4 separate regions of the Mus musculus genome follow, and regions 1, 3 and 4 are each linked to region 2. Evidence: chromatin contacts called from public promoter capture Hi-C data. All regions are on one chromosome and are shown on one strand. Each heading gives the region's core, a stretch centred on a gene start, on an enhancer-like site or on the middle of the called end of the contact. The rest is flanking DNA. Distances are from core to core; before and after follow the strand shown. Region 1 holds the start of Pld2 (phospholipase D2). Region 2 holds the start of Atp1b2 (ATPase, Na+/K+ transporting, beta 2 polypeptide). Region 3 holds the start of Aurkb (aurora kinase B). Region 4 holds the start of Slc16a13 (solute carrier family 16 (monocarboxylic acid transporters), member 13).

Region 1 (3,365 bases), core at 589-3,088, 930 kb after region 2:
CCCCAACCATAAAAGTATTTTCATTGATATTTTATAACTGTAATTTTGCTACTGTTATGAATTGTAATGTAAATATCTGATATGCAGGATATCTGCAGGCTGAAAAACCACTGACATAGAGGTATCCTATCTAATATATAGATATGCACATATGTATTAAGGTTTTTAATTAGGAAAAGATGAACAGATACTTTATCAAGATACTTAAGCATATGTGTAATGGTTTGTATATCCTCAGCCCTGGGAGTGTCACTATTAGAAGGTGTGGCCCTGTTGGAGTAGGTGTGTCACTGTGGGTGTGGGCTATAAGACCCTCATCCTAGCTGCCTGGAAGCCAGTATTCTGCTAGCAGCCTTCAGATGAAGATGTAGAACTCTCAGCTCCTCCTGTACCATGCCTGCCTGGGATGCTGCCATGATCCGGCCTTGATGATAATGAACCTCAGAACCTGTAAGCCAGCCCCAATTAAATGTTGTCCTTATGAGGGTTGCCTTTCATGGTGTCTGTTCACAGCAGTAAAACCCTAACTAAGACAATAGGAAATACAGTTAACGCTGTTAATATTCAGAGATGTACAATTAAGACTGCAGTGGTAAACCTTTCAGACCACTCTAATGGATAACAGGAAGGATCTATGGAATTGAATGTGCACCGTGCTATGGAGCAGCTACAACAGAAGTACCATACACTGGTTTTTAGAAATATAAAATAGAAGAGCCATTTTGGAAAGTTTTTGTATTTAATTGTTTTCTCTATTTTGGCTTTGTGTGTATAAATGTTTTGTGTGTGCAGTGGCCACAGAGGCAAGAAGAGAACATCAGATCCCCTGGGGACTGCTTGGTGAGCAGCCATGTGGGTGCTAGGAATCAGACTCAGGTCCTCAGCTCATGCACAGAGCCATCTCTCCAGCCCCGGGGTTTGTTTTTTCAGCAGTGTTTTGCTGTGTAGCCTCAGCTGGTCTCAATGCCCAAGCTTCACAATACTCTCTCCAATTCTCTGTGCTGCTGAGCTACAAACTGCCAAGCCCAGACCTCGACAGCAAACAGTAAGTTAAACATACACTTATATGACCCAGTAGTTCCACTCTAGTTGTTTACAGAAGAGGAATTAAAATAATAAGTCCACAAAAATGACTGGCACATAAATGTTTATTGGAGGTTCATTTCCAGTGAACAAAACCTAAAACAATTCAAATGATGATTCAGCGGAAATTTGGAAGGGAAAAAAAGGACAGCCTTTAGGATCTGGGGAAAAAAAGTTTTTTCCAGACTGAAATTTACAGGCGATTAGGTTCCAGGTTCCGAAATTGGTCTGTTATTGTCGCTCAGTGTCGGGCTAATCACTCCTGCGTTAAAAGAGCGTTTCAAGAATGAAGAATGCGATTTCTCATACAGCAACGAACTTGGCAGTCACTCGGCTTTTTATGCTCTTATTACCTTCCATCAACAAAGGCTATCTGTACCGGGCCCACCAAGGGGACATCTGCAGGTCCTCGCAACCCAGGCCGTTCTGCCCGGATTCCAGGCAGTGCTGGGGACCAGACTACCCAATGGCCGCGCGCGCGCGCGCGCGCAGTAGAGGAATGTGCACTACGTGGATCGCACACTGGGGGGTGCTGGACATAGCCAGCAGGTGCCCCGAGGGCAGCTGGAGGAAGAAGACAGCCCTGGGGAGTGGGCGGCCTCCGGAGTGGGCGGCCCGGGCCCGGGCGTCTCTAACGCAGGGCGGGCAGAGGACGGCGGGGGCGGGACCCAGTCGACGCGACAGTCGTGGAGGTGAGCCCTGGGGGCCTTCCCGCCCCCCGAGGGCAGGCTCTGAACCCCGGCCCCGCCCCGGCCCTCTGGGGTGTAGGCTCCTGGCTGAGTTCTGCCTGCTTGCGAACCCGCACGGGCGCCGGGGTCCGCATCCAGGGTGCGGGGGCCCGGGACGTGGCGCGGCTGAGGTCCGGAGCCCCGGGAACCGGGCGGGGACGCTGTCGGGCTGGAGCTGCAACGGCCTTCTGACTCAGCCGCTCGTCCAGATTTCGGGATCTCTCTCCTGGGCGGGGAGCGCGCAACTTCCTCATTCCCGCCCGGACCCTTGCTTCCAGCCAGTCTGACCTGACTTCGAGCCTCGCTGTCACCAGGGCTCCTCCCTTGGACTTAACCTCGCCCCAGTTCGAGGCCATCCCACCTTAGCTAGGTGCTTTTTTGGACCTGAATTTGGAATGAGAAGCGGGGCTGAGAGGCTCTGGTTGAAGGCTGGGGGAGGGAATGGAGGTTGCAGGGGTGGGTGTTAGAGGGGCGTCGGTCTACAACCCTAGACGTTGAGAGTCACTGAGTAAGACGGGAGAGGACCGACCGGGGGCGTTGGATGGGGAAGGGGTGTTTCTGTAGGGCGAGTCCCTTCCTGAGGCTTCCTCATATTCCTAGGATGACTGTAACCCAGAAGAACCTCTTTCCCTATGGGGACTATCTGAACTCCAGCCAGTTGCACATGGAGCCAGATGAGGTTGACACTCTGAGGGAAGGAGAGGATCCAGGTATAGAGGGAGATGGCTCCCAGAGAGGGGAGATAGGGATCTGAGGCCTCCTGAGATCTTTACACCCTTGGGTTGTTTTGTTTTTGTTTTGCTTTTTTCCCCTCCCAGCTGATCGAATGCATCCCTATCTGGCCATCTATGACCTTCAGCCTCTGAAAGCACACCCCTTGGTGTTCGCCCCTGGGGTCCCTGTTATAGCCCAGGTGGTGGGCACCGAAAGATACACCAGCGGATCCAAGGTCAGTCACCAGCGGATACCAGGGAAGGCGAGAGAGGGAGTCCTGGCCCAAGTGGAGGCCTGGGTTGGGCCAGAAGACATATTTTAGATTTTCATATCCCCAGGTGGGAACCTGTACTCTATATTCTGTTCGCTTGACGCATGGTGACTTTACCTGGACAACCAAGAAGAAGTTCCGACACTTTCAGGAGCTGCATCGGGACCTCCAGAGACACAAAGTCTTGATGAGTCTGCTCCCTTTGGCTCGGTGAGTAGAACTCGGTTGCTTCCCGTGAAAGGCAGGTACTTCTCACCCCATGGCAGCCTCACTCACTCCTGTCTGTCTGACTCTTATCCCCTGGGCATTTTCCTTCCTCAGCTCTGTGCCGTGCCCCCTCCCTTGTCCCTGGTTCCCAGGAAACTTTCCCTGCTTGGATCTCCTCCATAGTACTGTGCCAATATTTTAGCCAGGCTGGATGCCCAGAATTGTCCTTAGCAACCCCCTCCTCCCAGTTGTCTCCATTCCCAGGACAGAGACCCTTTCTTTCTTCTGCCTTTCTTCTTTCTTTCTTTCTTCTGCTAGCCTTTCTTCCTCCAAGGCCCCGTCTCCAGCTCCTTCTTGAGTCT
Region 2 (3,068 bases), core at 373-2,872:
AGGACAAGGGCTGCATTGATCTCCTTTCATGGTCCCCTAAGCCTCAGGTGGGTGGTCTGATGAAGACTGTGTCCAATCGATGTGGATATGTCGTAAATTATGTCACACAGAATCCCTTGTGCTTCAATTCTCCAGCTTGGCACTGTCTTGCAAGACTGTCAGTCACCCTTACCTCACCGGGTACCCATCAGCAGCCCCTGACTACCTAAGTCCTTGCACACCCATGAGGTAAGGGTAGAGAGTTCTTCCAAGGCATCTGAGTCCCATGTAAACACCCTGCCTGAGGATGTACCCATATCAGCACAGTGACCATTACTCCCTCCACCTCTGACATCTGAAAACCTCAAGCCTGGAAAAATACCATCCCTCCTGGCAGCCCCCCACCCACAAAGCAGCCACAGAGGACTCCAAACGCCCAATGGTGGAATACAGACAAACAACTTCCGCTGTTAAGAACCCCCCCTCCCAAGACCCCCCTGCCAGATCCGCCTCCTCATGAATGTTCCCAGGGTCCAAGGGGGTGGGTGAGAGCTAAAAATAAACGAGGTTGGCTAGCTAGTGAGAGCCAGAGGGAGAGTTAGGGCACTCTTCGGGGAGAGGGATGATGACCGTGTGCAGCCGCAGGGCCTGAGCCGGAGCGGGAGCGCCGTGGCACGGACACGCGCGCAGAGCCCGCGACCCCCCGCCCGAGGGGGCTCCGCGGGGGGCGGGCAGGCGGCAGTGACCTACTTTCTCCGCCTCCGCAGCGGCCAGTCAGAGAGATTAGACCGCTGATTCGGGGCCCCTCCCGATCCAAAGCCCGACAGTGGGGGCTGGACGCCAGGGACCCGGCAGGGGAGCTGGGGCGACGCCCGCGGGACCCTGCGCCCCAAAGGCATCGCCGAGCGGTCAGCTACCACCTTTCCCGCGCCAGCCCCGCGTACCCCAGCTGGTCCCGGTGCGCCCCATGAACTGGTGCGTCCGCGGGTTCCACACGAACTCCTTCCACTCCTCAACCACCTGCCCGCAGCTCTTCTTCTCTTTCTGGATGACCATCTTGGAGGCACGGGGCGAGTCCCGGCGCGCTGCTGGGGGCTGCGGAGAAGCCGGGGCGTCGCGCGCTGAAGCCCTCCACGCACCAAATGCGCGCGGGAGCGAGGCAGGGAGACTCCAGTCAGATATACAGCTGCTGCAAATTCCGGGGTGCACAGCCACGCACTGTGGTCTGCTGGCAGTGCGGCGAAGGTGCACCGAGGCTAGGCCCCCCGACTGCGATAGAAAGGGGGGCTGTCAAAACAGGGAAAGATAACCAGGGAAAGGGATGCCGAGGCACCTTCACCCCACACACCGCCTAGAAGCAAAACAAAAAGGGGTGCAAAACCAGACGGCTCCAAAATTCGAGCGAAACGCAGAAAAAGCGGGGTGCAAAGAAGCAGGGAAAGATGGGGGAGGGAGCCGCCCCGAAATCCGAGATGCAAAGAGGCTGTAGAACGCGGCAGGTGGCCGATTAAGGCTCCTCCGACAAACGGCGACAGCCACACCACAGTTGGCCCAGCCAGTGGGAGCTGGGGCGGGGACAAGCAGTTGTGGGGGAAAGACAAGGATAGGGGCCCCCCAATCGGAGGCTCCGCTCCTCAGCAGTGCGGGGAGCGCGAACCCTGCGCACAGTCTTTATAGTCTGTGACTCTGAGGGTGTCCGCCCCCTTCCCACCCACCCCTCAGGAACCCCGCCTCTTCGTTGCTCGCTCAGGAGACCTCATACATATGCAAATGAAGATGGATTGGACCCGCCCCCTGGCGCCTTTTTTTTTTTTTTTTTTTTTTTTTTTTTTGGTCCTAGCGGGTTCTTCCTACCCCAGACCCCAGGTACAGTACTGAAACAAGATTGGAAAAGAAGACAAGAGGGTGAGAGTCTGGGTAGACCTAAAGAAGAGAACACCTCCTGAGAGGCTCAAACTGAAAGACGAGCTGATACGTACTCAAAAGTGGGGGGCCCGGGGCAGGGAATTTAAAAAGAGACTAAGATAGAGTTACTTCGAAAGCCTCCGGAACAGAGGGCTGAATGTGAGAGGAATAAAGAAAAGCAAGCGCCAGACACCAAGAAAGAGCCTAGAAACTAGAACATAGAGAGGGATAGAAGCCACCACAGGACGCCCTTCTTCTCGGTTCCACTGGCTCCTTTGTCCAACCTACCTGTTCTCCATGACCAGGGTCCCTGCCATCTTTCCAAACTTGTTTGAGCCCCAAAATTTCCCTGTGTCCCTGATCTACAGCCAGGTCTGCATGGGTCCTGCCTTCCAGCCGCCCCTCCCCACCAGGTCTGATCTCCAGCCCACGCTTGCTGGAGCACCTACACCTGATGCCCCAGCTCTGGAACCTGGGTTCCCTTGGAGTGATGTTGCAGCCCAATAGCTTAAGAAGAAGAGGGGCAGGCTGGAGAGATGGCTCAGCAGTTAAGAGCACTGACTGCTCTTCTGAAGGTCCTGAGTTCAAATCCCAACAACCACATGGTGGCTCACAACCATCCATAATGAGATCTGACCTTGTGTGTCTGAAGACAGCTACAGTGTACTTACATATAATAATAAATAAATCGAAGGAGAAGGAGAAGGAGAAGGAGAAGGAGAAGGAGAGGAAGAGGAAGAGGAAGAGGAAGAGGAAGAGGAAGAGGAAGAGGAAGAAGGCCATTATCTTTATTTCTTTCTGTGGCAGGAACACCACAGTCCATACTTAGAGGAATTGGTTTTTTTCTTCTACCATGTGGATCCTGTACACAAGGCTAGCCTTGAAGAGATGCTCCTGCCTCTGCCCCCCACATTCTGGGTTTATAAAAATATGCCACTATGATATTTTATTACTCTCGGTGATGCTAGTAATGTGTTTTGTTTGTTTGTTTGGTTGGTTGGTTGGTTGGTTTTTATTTTTCTTTTCTTGAGACAGGATCCTGTTTATCTGAGGCTGGTCTGGGACACTGGTCTGAAGCAGCCAAGGTGGTTTCCACTCCTGAATACTGGGATTGCAGGTGTGTACCACCATATCCAGCTCCAGGGTTGCCTTCCTCTGCTGAAATTATAGGTGTTCATGACTAT
Region 3 (3,346 bases), core at 69-2,568, 560 kb before region 2:
TGACTCAAGGAATATAAGAAAAACCAAGAGCTAATTCATCGGGAATTGCTAACGTATAGAATTGGAAATGGATTTAATTTATATATATTTTTGGAGTAAACAGCTCACACTGTAGCCTGGAGCTCCTAGCAATCCTCCTGCCTCAGGCTCCAGAGTGCTAAAATTACAAGCCTACTGTCAGAAACCTTGCAGGATTTTAAAGAACAAAATAGTAAGGACACATAAGCAAAAAATGTGCAAGAGAGTGGATTTTGAGTGTACCTAGCCCAGGAATGTAGACCATGCCACTGGCTGAAAGCTCTTCCTAGGAAAACAGGATACTTAAGAAAATACAAACGGAAGAAATGAACTGGGCTTGTCAGTGGTGCAGTGAGATAATTAGAAATTCAAGGCCAGCCTGGGCTGAATTAAAGGCCAACTTGGGCTGGACAGAGAGACCTTGTCTTGAATAAACAAAAACCAAATACAAAACAGACAGGTAGGATAGAGAACCCAGAAATGCAGTTCCAAATTCATGATTTATACACCCACAGATTCAACTGTTATCTGTCTGTCTGTCTGTCTGTCTGTCTAACCTACACCTCTACCCATCCCATCTAGAAGATTGCATCTGTATTGAGTAGTAGACTTTCCCGGCATCATATTCCCTAACTTAGGTCTTACTGCTGTCTCACAGTATTTTTATTGTATTAGGTAGTTAGGTGATCTAGGAATTAATCAATGAAGCCTAGAGAATTACAGACCCTATGCAAATACTGTGTCATATACAATATTATGTCTGTATATATAATAGACCTAAGCATCTGCTTGAATTGAATATTATGGGGCATTGTAAAGGCAATACACCAAAGATACTGAAAAAAGACTGTATTTTCAAAGATCATATTAAGGGTAGCATCTAAATTTTCGTGGAAACCAGACAATTTAACCAAGGTCTTCGGAAAGAACTCGGTCATATTAATGTTTACTCTATATATTTTATTTATATATAATTATTATTTTCTACCTCCCCCCAGGGTATCTCTGTGTAACTCTGGCTGACCAGGAACTCGCTTTGTAGACCAGGCTAGTCTCGAAGTCACGAATCCACGTGCCTCGGCCTCCCGAGTGCTGGGGTTAAAGGCGTGCGCCCCACCACCGCCCAATTTAAATATTTAATTTTTTATAACTAGAAAAAGGAGCGTGCACATCTTGGGACACAGTTTCAAACTAGTAAAAAGAAGCCTCTTAGGCCACACCTTCGTTCTGTTTCAATGACTACATCACAAAAAACGTAGCCAATGAGAGTGGGCTGAGTGGCGGCTCAGCCAATGGACCTAGAGCGGGAGATTCGAAAGCGTCCGGGTCGCGGGGTAAACCGGTTCTCCGTGTGCGAGCGCCTAGTGGCGTAGGCTGCGGCTTTGCGGGGAACTGCGGGGGCTGCAGTGGTCCACGGGGCTGATCGGGTTCCGTTGGGCGGATCCACGTGCCCGCTATCCGCCTGGAAGGAGAGGTGCAGGAGTACCCCCGACCTTGGCTGCGTGCTGACTCGCTTCCTTCTGCCCGCCCAGGCTTGCACTCCCCGGGGATCTGCCTCTGCATCTCTTGCCTTCGCTGTTGTTTCCCTCTCTGTCCAGCTCCCCTCCCGCTCTCGCCCTGGAGAATGGCTCAGAAGGAGAACGCCTACCCGTGGCCCTACGGCTCAAAGACGGTAAGGTCCTGGCCACATTCCCCGCCCCACGTCCCCCGGAAGAAGAGTCCATGAAGATAGAGGCTGGCCTTGCAAATGGCCGGACTCTAAGCGTTTCCGACGTGTGGGCCTCAAGAATTTGCTTGCAAAACTCAGTCTGATCACTTGCAGTCTTACCGTAGCAGATGTTGCCAACCTGAATCTGAGGGCTTCCGTAGAGCTGAGCCTGCTCGTCACGTACAATAATAGTTGGGACTGAGCAAACATCATCGTGCTTTCGGGTCGTGAATCTCACTCTCGAGTCTGAAAAAATTAACTACACAGGAAATAGATTATAGAATAGAAGGTTACGGTTTAAAAGGTTCCGAATGATCTAAATATTTATGTACGGCCCTGGGTATGAAACCCCAGAGCTTCCAAGTTTTGATGTACCATCCATACTACACTCCAGCTTTGGAATGTATCGTACTGAGCGGTGGGAAGTAAGAATCCAAGTAGATTTGAAATGCTGTGTGTATGTGCGTGCGTGTGCGCCACACTGGAGATAGTAAGCACGGTGGTGCACACCTGTAATACAGCACACCCGTAACGCACTTGGCTACATGATGGGATCCTGTGGCCACCCCCAGATGAAGAGCCCTTCACTGTATATAGTCTGTTCCCTGTTGGTGGGACCTGAGCATCCTGGACAGTCTATCTCTTTCCTTGTCCCAGCTTCCTCCTCTGTGGAGCCCTGAGTCAAACTGACAAGCGTGCAGTCCTGTTACTTTTACCCTGATTTACTATCACAGGAAAATATCTATTACTCAGAGAACTTTGAAAGTGAAGTGACCCAAGTGTAAACATATCTTTTATTCTCCTGGCCTAATTTGTCATCCCCGAGGGTCACAGTGTGGTCAAATATCCTGCAACACCCCTAAAGCCATCAGTATCCCTATGTTCTGTTCCTAGAAAGAGATGAAGTTTTGTTTCAACTTCACAAGCTCAGGCTCTTACATAAGCCTGGGTGATGTGTTTAGAACTATCCAGACTGGGCAGTGATGTGCCTGCGGTGGGCTGGGGTCAGGGGAATTGGTGTAGTAGCCTCTTGCCTTGGGTTGTTTTGTCATTCGTTCATTTACTTTGCTTTTTAATTATTTTTGTGGAGGGTGATGTTAAAACAAGGTCTTCTAGCTGGGCGGCGGCGGTGGTGGTGCACTAATTTAATCCCAGCACTTGGGAGGCAGAGGCAGGTGGATCTCTGAGTTCAAGGCCAGCCTGGTCTACAGAGTGAGTTCCAGGACAGCCAGGGCTCCACAGAGAAACCCTGTCTCAAAAAACAAAAAACAAAACAAAACAAGGTCTTCTTTAGCTCAGGCTGCAGGCTGCCTTTCTCCTAACCAGGAGCCTCCACCTCCTTAGTGCTGGGGTTGTGGATGTGTGCTGGACGCTCTCAAGTTGTTTCATTCTTTTTATTCATTTTATTTTTGCAAGTTACTTTTGTTTTTCTCAAGACAGTTTCACTGAGTAGCGCTGGCCATCCTGGAACTCAGTCTGGCCTAGAACTCAGAGGTCTCCCTGCCTCTGCCTCCCAAGTGTGTGCCACTGCTGCTGGCTGCCAGTTGTTTCTTAATAACCCCTTTCACGTGGAGCAATGAGTAGATTCTTGGCTAGGCAGGCAGACCGTGCTGTATCAGT
Region 4 (3,317 bases), core at 534-3,033, 620 kb after region 2:
ATGCAAAAGAGGAGATGCCCACTCCAGTCAGGGCCAGCCCCATGGCCAGAGATCGACGCTGAGAGAAGTAACGGGAAAGGCAGGCCATGGTCGGAGTGAAGGTCAGGGCCCAGCCAGAGCCTGTCAAAAGGAGAACAAGGCGGGAGGCTGTGGGCTTTGGAGGTGCTCAGAACACCCAGTAATCCCAGCACAACCTTGGAGCAGACTAGCCCCTGCTTTGCACGCCCACAGACCTGGGTGTTCACAGTGCTGGGTTTTAACACTTTCTAGCTGTGTGACTTTGTGTGTTCTGCTTACTCTCCCAGGCTCAACCACCTCATCTGCAAAATGGGGTTAACACACCTTATAACAGTGGGTCCTGACCTTCCTAATGTTTTGACTCTTCAATACATGTTGTGGTGACCCTCCTCCCCCAAACCAGAAGATTATTTTCATTACTACTTCCTAACTGTATTTTTTCTACTGTTACGAATCGTAATGAAAATATCTGAAGTCAGAGCATCTGCTATGTGACCACCCCCCCCCCCCATGAAAGAATTGAGCAACTCTCCCAACGGGATCGCTACCTACGTGTTGAGAACCGCTGCTCTATGGGATCTGGGAAGACAAAAGATAGTGTTCCTAAAGTACCTAACACAGAACTTTGGAATAAGAGCCCCATCTCTACTGTTTTTGGCTACATTAATCTTCCATTGCCCGGGTATGTAAGCATCGAAAGCGTCACTATTAATTTTTTAAGTAAGCAATGATATCTATTTCGGTCTCTACCTAGCGCAATCTTAATAACAACCTCCCTTCTACCCTCCAGTCCGATGGGTTTGGGCTTGTGTTTTCTGGATTATCTCTGACTTAGTCATTCAGTTTAAGAATTCCCTTCAGGGCATAGGTTCTCCCTGAGCCTTTTTGGAAAGAGGTGGAAGAAGGTGAAAAACCCAGAAGCTTGAGATACAGGCCTTAGACTTCTGCCCTTGCCCAGGGTCTCACCTGACAGCAGCCCAATACTCAGGTATAGGTGGGTCAAGGAGGTAGCAAATGAAGCAAGCAGCATCCCCAGCGCAGCCAAGATGCCCCCAGTCATCACCACAGGCCTGGGCCCCAGCTTCGTGCTCAGGGCACTGCCTATTGGGCCTAGGGAATTGGAATGGGTTCTGCGAGGTGGTCTCCGCCACCCTCCCTCAGCATCCTCCCGACCCTTTCCCCTTTCTGGTCCCCAAATTCCCTCTTTTCTCCGAGGGTGGCAGGCCACCGCACCCGGACGCCGCACTCACTCCCAAACTGCTGCACCGCGATCCCTATGGAAGCGATCCAGGAGACTCTGGCTGCCTGCTCCTCAAACGCCGCCACAAATTCCACGAAGAAGACACCGAAGGAACGGAGTACCCCAAACACGAGCGCCGACTGGAAGAACGCTGAGAGCACCACCATCCATCCCCAGCCCCCGTCGGGGGGCTCAGCCCTGCGCACCATTCCGAAAGGAACAAAGGGGCAACTCCTAAGAGCCCCTGCCTGATCTGGGCTTTAAATCGCTCACTTTGGCCCTCCCACCTACCCTGCAGGACGCTCAGCGCTAAGCTGGGGCTGGTAGCTAGGAAGTTACTGATAAAGCATGTGGCGCCTGCGCCTTTCCCCAAGAGGAAGGAGGCCCTATAAACCGGGACCTGCCACCGACACAGGGCCGGGTTAGACCGCAGCTGAGATCCAGACTCCAGCCAGATGATTTCTTTAGTGGTCAGAAAATAAAACCAGGTTCGGGCCACAACCCTAACGAGAGGTAGTCTGGTTGTGGATTATGTTATCTTTGAGGATTTAACACCTGCCTAAGTGGGCCAACATCCAACACTTGGTTCGCCAATTAGGATGCAGGTCTCCAGAGCAGGGGGTGGATCTGGAGGGGCTGGGCGGGGTTTACAGCATTGTTCAGGACCTGCAGTGAGAGAGGGGCGCATGCGTAGGGAGGGGCATGAGGAAGATAGGTCCCACGTGACAAGGGACCTAACCCTGAGGGTTCTGCGGTTCTGCAATCACATTTCCAGACTTGCATCAAAGGGCTGGTTGTGGATAAACTGGTCCTGGCCAGGCAGAAACTCACTTGCTTAGTGAGGGATCCAAAAATTGCCATGCAGCGTGGGTATGAAGGGACAGGTTATGAGGTAAGAGTCAAACTGACAGAGCACCTGGGACGACTAGAAAAGCCCTGAAAATTCTAGACGGCTGAGCCGAGGGCGGCGGAGGAAGAGGGAAGACAGGAACGCGCAGACTGTGATCCTAGCTGCTCGGGAGGCAGAGGCAAGCTCATGGTCAACGTGGGCAATTTAGCTAGACTCCGTCTCAATTTTGTTTTTCTTTGTGTTTTTGTTTTTTACATAATTAAAAGGGGGGTTACAGGACCCATTGAACTGGTCCTGGTTCAATTCCCAGTATTGCTGTTATAAAGCGGGGAGGCGGGGAACGAGGACCGGTGACGACCCGGAGTCCTGGCATTCGTTTCTGTAATGAGAATTATTTTCCTGCCGTTTCCGACCCCACTAGCAGGAAACTAGCAGGTCACTGAGACCAAAAATAACTGAGAAGAGGAAGGGCGGCTGTCACACCACCAGAGTCCCCCATTACCACCTACTTTTTCCTCAGCAGTGCTGGAAGCTTTCTCTTAGCCTTCTAGTACTGGCCACTTCCTAACCAGTTGTTTTGTTTTTTATCTTATGCTGAACACCTTGAGAGAGGCAAGCTATGACCCTGGTCTCTGGAGCAGTCAGCCTCTTATCTAACCAGAGCTCTAGAGGCACTGCCCCCTCACCTCCTGAGAGCAAAGACTTGGGCTTTTCTTTTATGGTACCTCAGGCTCCCCAGGACTCTGACCTTTGAAACCTTGGGCTGGGAATTCATATGCAGAACAATGGGGAAAGAGGCAAACGAGAGGGGGATGGTATAAGAAGTTATGCTTTTAAGAAATCACACTGTAGGGGCTGGAGGGATGGCTCAGCAGTTAAGAGCACTTGCTGTTGTTCTTTCAGAGGAACAAGGTTCAGGTCTTGTCAGCTCCCGCACTGTTCCAGGGGATCTGACACCTTCTTCTGGCCTCCACAGGCATGTACCCATCTGGGTCACTTAAATACATGTAGGCAAAACACTACACATAAGGCCTGTCTGCAACCCCAGCTATTGAGACCGGGCTAAGAGGGTAGCAAGCTTAAGGCATGCTGGGACTTCAGACTGAGGTAAAGGCTAATCTGGGCAATTTAGTGAGATCCGATCTTAAGGAACTTGGCTGTGTTGGCATGTTCCTGTTACTCTGGTGCTTAGGAGGCAGAGTCGAGTTT

Evidence for each region. Promoter capture Hi-C pulls out the DNA fragments that hold promoters and counts their contacts. Capture Hi-C pulls out chosen DNA fragments and counts their contacts.
Region 1: a contact with region 2 is called in a promoter capture Hi-C map of liver, with 2.2 times the contacts expected there. The contact joins the promoter of Pld2 here to the promoter of Atp1b2 in region 2. A contact is called at or near these places in 3 of 39 promoter capture datasets (liver and pre-B cells).
Region 3: a contact with region 2 is called in a promoter capture Hi-C map of liver. The contact joins the promoter of Aurkb here to the promoter of Atp1b2 in region 2. A contact is called at or near these places in 12 of 39 promoter capture datasets (cranial neural crest, embryonic stem cells, erythroid cells and 7 more), 2 of 115 datasets of contacts at active chromatin or transcription factors (bone marrow-derived macrophages and forebrain) and 1 of 9 other capture datasets (liver).
Region 4: a contact with region 2 is called in a promoter capture Hi-C map of hippocampal neurons, with 2.8 times the contacts expected there. The contact joins the promoter of Slc16a13 here to the promoter of Atp1b2 in region 2. A contact is called at or near these places in 6 of 39 promoter capture datasets (cranial neural crest, fetal liver, hippocampal neurons and 2 more).

What each region holds. Positions count from the first base shown.
Region 1 is chr11:70,538,434-70,541,798 of GRCm38.p6, forward strand. It overlaps Pld2 (phospholipase D2), which reads left to right and starts at 1,839. Exons shown (of 25, transcript NM_008876.3): 1 at 1,839-2,181; 2 at 2,412-2,521; 3 at 2,630-2,760; 4 at 2,864-3,006. The coding sequence starts at 2,413.
Region 2 is chr11:69,604,338-69,607,405 of GRCm38.p6, forward strand. Atp1b2 (ATPase, Na+/K+ transporting, beta 2 polypeptide) reads right to left here and starts at 1,623. Exons shown (of 7, transcript NM_013415.6): 1 at 924-1,623. The coding sequence starts at 1,035.
Region 3 is chr11:69,044,319-69,047,664 of GRCm38.p6, forward strand. Aurkb (aurora kinase B) reads left to right here and starts at 1,319. Exons shown (of 8, transcript NM_011496.2): 1 at 1,319-1,690. The coding sequence starts at 1,643.
Region 4 is chr11:70,219,211-70,222,527 of GRCm38.p6, forward strand. Slc16a13 (solute carrier family 16 (monocarboxylic acid transporters), member 13) reads right to left here and starts at 1,784. Exons shown (of 4, transcript NM_172371.3): 1 at 1,269-1,784; 2 at 985-1,128; 3 at 1-120. The coding sequence starts at 1,467.